Regions from separate parts of the Gossypium hirsutum genome. Here region 2 is linked to region 1. Evidence: chromatin contacts called from public Hi-C data. All regions are on one chromosome and are shown on one strand. Each heading gives the region's core, a stretch centred on a gene start, on an enhancer-like site or on the middle of the called end of the contact. The rest is flanking DNA. Distances are from core to core; before and after follow the strand shown.

The links. Hi-C and Micro-C count contacts between places; a contact is called where the count stands out from the background.
Region 2: a contact with region 1 is called in a Hi-C map of leaf, with 2.5 times the contacts expected there. The contact joins the enhancer-like site here to the promoter of LOC107962624 in region 1. A contact is called at or near these places in 13 of 34 Hi-C or Micro-C datasets (anther, cotyledon, fibers and 1 more).

Annotation. Positions count from the first base shown.
Region 1 is chrA06:10,812,029-10,814,688 of Gossypium_hirsutum_v2.1, forward strand. LOC107962624 (protein NRT1/ PTR FAMILY 6.2) reads right to left here and starts at 1,320. Exons shown (of 6, transcript XM_016899079.2): 1 at 1,085-1,320; 2 at 856-958. The coding sequence starts at 1,087.
Region 2 is chrA06:10,853,469-10,856,128 of Gossypium_hirsutum_v2.1, forward strand. No RefSeq gene overlaps it. Among protein-coding and RNA genes, the nearest start is that of LOC121231510, 13 kb to the left of the region's middle. Within about 2 kb of position 1,338, at least 3 of the 9 cell types and tissues checked have an H3K27ac peak or open chromatin away from gene starts, as enhancers often do. A contact at or near this core is called in leaf, where this site is marked.

The DNA of each region.
Region 1 (2,660 bases), core at 70-2,569:
ATCGCATTGATTTTTAAAAATAACATAACTTAATTAATGAATTAGTATGAAGAAGTCTAAAATTTCAAAAATCTAAAAGTGAAGATTAAATTCACAAAACCCAACAAAAAGTAAATTTGGGTCGAAGACATTGCCCTCAGTCATTACTTTCCTGCATGATTGGGACTAGATATATAGAATATCTTCCTTATCCCATAATCCAAACAGAAAATGACATGAATTTTATCCTCATTGTAAGTATTTATGAATTGCAGCTCTGATGGGTCCCATCTGTGTAACTCAAATTTTGGTAAGTGTCTGATAGAGCCAGGTGTCTAATTTGTTTTCCCATGTTTTGAGGACTAGCATTAAGTTTTTCTCTTACTTGTCGAAGGCTTTCATGTATTAGTGCTGAATTTGCTAGTAAATTTTTGTGCTTAATTCTCCAGTTCAAAAATTTTAGACTTATTGTACCAAATATATATATATATAGACTTAAGAGCCCCAACACCTTTGCATGAACTAACCGCCTGTTGCTTTGATGGAATATCACCATCCCCTTTCACACATTCACCAGCAATATTTACTCTCAATTTATTTTTACTTTTTTCTTGAAATACTCATTTGTAACACTAATATTTAATGAATATCTAAATATAAGCTATAAACATACTTGTGTTGGACGTATTTATGTATCCAACACTAGTAACAGAGATTCTATATGATAATATGATGTCACATGGAATGCTGAATGCTTGTCCAGCAAAATAGTGGTAAGCCAAAATGTGTAAAGCTGTCTTAAGTTCATCTCAAACCAGCTCAAGTAATGATGGTGAAACAAAGTTCAATGGCGGATGGTGTAAATAAGGAGCAAACCTAGAATGAGTGCAGCTGGCATCCAACCACCAGTTTTGGATCTGTCAGCCGGGAAACCCTTGTAGTCCACCGCATCCGCCACCGTCCAACTCATTTTCCCTTCCTGATCAGCCCATCAACAAAATATTTTAGAAGCATTGAACCAAATGATCATGTTCACAAAACAAAGAAGGAAAATGGGTTGTCAGCCATTGTTCATATATAGTGTGCATGGAAACCAAAAACCCACCATGTTTCTGAATATTGTAGCTGTTAAAGAAAGGAAGGAGCACCACAATACTGAAAAAGAAAGACAGGAAAAGGAGAGTAAGGTTGTAATAAATGCCTTTGTCTTTCTATGGTTGCTTAAATTCGCAACTTGGAAGTCTTGGAAATTAGCTTCCCTTTTTATAGGCAAGAAGATTACAAGTGTAACAAACAATGTTGAAGTTAAAAAACTAAAAAGTGGCTCTCCACTAAGTAAATAAGACAGATTACGAGTCTTATTTTATAGATATATATTATTATATTTCTATGTTAAGGGATTAGGTTTATCGCATTTTTTTTGTGTGGTGGAAGGTTCTGGCACTGATTAAAAACATAGCTTTTTCTTTTTGTTATTAGCAGATATTTTTTGAGAAAATATAAGGAAAATTGTAAAAAGGTGATGGTGATTGAAGAGGGTTAAAGAGGAAAAATGGAATCTGCAACATGCAAAATCACACCTTCAATCATCTCACCTATTCTATGTGGTAGTGAACGTTTTGAACAACAGCACCCTGGCCTACGCTTTTTTAGTGCCTTTGATGCCCCACATCCCCATACCACACATCCAATTTAATGTATTGTATTTTACTAAAGGCAAGCTTAAATTTCTACGTATATACCATAGCTGATTTAGGAAACTATTGAGTTGAAAACATTAATATTATTACAACCGATCCAAAAAAAGAGAAAGCAAAGGTTTTCCTGAAAAAGAGCCAAAAGAGAGTGGGGTTAAAGGATTTAACACTGAAATGAATTGCGATATGTGACCTTTTTTTGACATGAAAAGAATGTTGCAAAGGTGCATAAAGGATTATATCTATCATACACCGCAAAGTGGTAGTTCTTTATGCTTTTCAACTGTCAATTTTGGTGAAAGTAAAGGGTATTGCCGACTTTCTTTATTGTGAGAAGATCAGGAATGTTTCAATCATGAAAAGTTACAGTTGTGAGGTCTATATGTTAGACCCTAAAACGGATTAGAACTCTAGAGAGGCACTGGTAAGCCACAGTTCTGAGGTTTATATCTTTATCAAAAATTAACAAATGTTACGTATAATGGTAATGATAAAATATATTATATTGCTATGAAATAAACTCAAATTCAAACCTTAAAAATGATCTCAAACTTGAAAAAGATACAAAGATATCATGATTATGTTAGACCCTAGAAATTTCCTTACCAAAGCCCTAGCATATTAACCAAAGAAAAGTCCTTTCTCATCACCTGATATATCATACATATATATAGCAGAAACTTGTATAGCAGCAATCAAACAAAGAGTCTCCTGAAATCACACGCAATTGTCTGGATATTTTCAATCCAACAGCAGTCTACCTTTTTATCGTACTTTAAAAGAGAACATGAGGAACATGAGTACTCCAATCATTTGAACAACATTACGGGTAACAACAAGTGTGTCAAAGTTGATAATGTTGAATTGTTCTTCTCTTATGGATTATTTAGCTCTTATGTTAATGGCCGCAAATATAACCTTTATTTGTTGTTTTTTTTTCCCGTAGAATAAAACTTTTATTAATAACAAAATAAGCAGTCAATT
Region 2 (2,660 bases), core at 88-2,587, 41 kb after region 1:
ATACCACGTGCACAATCAGAAGAAAAAAAATCCTTTTTGTTTTGATTCATTGGGCTTCTATATTAGAAACTAAACCAATGTTGCTAAATTGAAAAAAAAAATAAAGCTTCAGAAAACAAAGATTAAATGAAAGATTTAATATCACCAATGAAGCCTTGGCTTATTGGTTAAGGAAAAGGTCTTAAATCATTGAATATTTAGATATGAGTCTCATCATGTACAATTGTGATATGTGGGTCTTGGTTCCATCATGTACGTATACTATATGTAGGTTTTGTTCAATTCTTTTCGATACTCCTTCCACTATGCTTTGTATTGGTTTAATTCCACATTGTAGTTGATCAAACATGTACTTATATTTACATTTTAATAGTGATTTTTCATATAAAAAAAGACAGATTTTAATTAGGAAGCAGGCCAACTTCTCAATGTTTTTTTAAAACCAAACTAATGGTCAAATCAGTTAGGCCAACGATTTGTTGGTCCGACCAATCCAACTAAAAAATATTGAAAATTCAAAAAAATTTCAAAAACACCAGTTCAACCAGTTCGTACCGATTCTCAATCTAACCGGTTTAAAGTAAATCTCCAAACTGGTATCTCGGTAGTTCCCGTTTCGACCAATCAATCCTGTCCGGTCCAATTCAACCAACACTGCAACTTGTTTATCATAGAAGCATTGAAAATTTTGAAGAGGTTTTAACTTTTTTTTTAAATTTGTATTTTTAACAATTGTTGAAATTTGTAGATTTTTTTATATTTTTTAATGTACTTTAATTTTAAAATACGAAGATTTTAATTTTTTTAATAAATTTTTATTATAATATTTAATTTTTTAATAAAATTAAATATATTTACTAACATTACATATAAGACGAATAAATAATATGTCAACAATAAAACATGCTAAAACCACCACGTAAACTGCCATGTTAAGCCAAATTTTTTTTTTAATGTTCAAGTTGATAACTTAAAATATTATTTTATCCTTTTTTTTGGAACATAAAAAGTGAAATATAATCATTCAAATTTTGTGAACATTTATATAGGAATAATTTTGCAGATACCTTAATTGAATGGGATTGAACAGGTTAAACAAATACCACTTATTTTACTTTTATTTCATATCTGGGTTCTAATTATGAAAGTTGAATCTATTGAGAAAAAGATCCCTCTCTATCAACAATAAAACTATTCTATTCAGACCTACCACTATATAAAAGACATTATATATTGGGAATTTCATAAACAAAGTGAAGTTGACAAGAATAATAATGATTGTTCAGTAGGGTCAAGAAAGTTGACTATCAACTCAAAAACCTTGGACAACTCCTATACACAACAACAACATCAAAAGAAAATGAATAACCTGTAATACCCAGCATTTCTCATTTCCTCCATGTGACCTGCACGTGCCACAGGGTTTTTGACTTCACACTTATTAAAAATGCAACACTGACACCACTGGAAAACTGATTCAAACCAAACCCACCGGCCATTGCATCCCACTTGCTTCATCAAACAAATGAAAATCCCTTCCTACCTCCCATGGGCCCTTTCCTCTCTTTTCACCCTCTTCCCTTCCACTATCAATATTCTATTTAATGCATGTTTGAACTCACATCCATCTTCATATATAATTAATTTAAATTGTATTAAATAATAATCTCAGCTTAGTTTAATGTTTGATATCTAATCAGTTCAAGATTTGAATCCAAAATTTATAACATGTTTAATTTATTAAAAAGAAGTTTATTGGAAGGCAAGTATACAAGCATATCAACCATGGAAACTAAAACTACTATGAAGGTCATTATATTAAAAGTCAAATTACATTTTGCCTTCTCTACTTAAAAAATGAGTAAATTAGTTCTTGTACATTAGATTAAAAAGTAAATTAATCCTTTCTGTTAAAAATTTTATCTATTTATACTGTTAAAAACTGGCGTGATTGACAGAATAATTAGATATTAATATGTAACGTGCCATGTGTACTTCAATACTGACATACAGAGACCAATTTTCAAAAGCATAAATTGATGGAATTTTTAACAAAATAACATATTTGCTCTTTAATTTAATGTACATGGACTAATTGACTCATTTTTTAAGTAAAAAAAATAAAATATAATCTAACTCTTAATACACGAACCTCTATTATACTCGGTCTAATAGGAGCGAGGAGTTGCACTTTTGGTTAAAAACATGTTCATTGTGGTTAAAAACAAAACATGCATTCTGACGGCTATTTTAAATTGATTTCAGTCTTCTGTTGTAAAAGGTTTGAAGGAATATTCTTTTGAGTCATGTCATCCATATCGGAATTCTTCTCATCAATAGCGGCAAGCTAACCTCCATCAAGTTGCAATTTTCTTTTATTTTCTTCACTTCCTTTTGGTCCGTTGCTTGCATGCAATATCCCTCCAGATCCAGAATATAATACATTTTTTGAGCTGCATTTCCAATCACATGATCCATATAAAATTAGTGGGTAGTAATTATTTGTTGGTGATAGTGGCGTGCGGTATCAGCTGTATTGTAGATGTCAAGCATTAGTTTTATACGCATGTAAATCTTGTATGGGCCAATCAGAGCCACAAAGTTCTCCATCTTGCACCATGTTGTTATCCAAAATGGCAGAACCTCGCTTGAGATCAAAA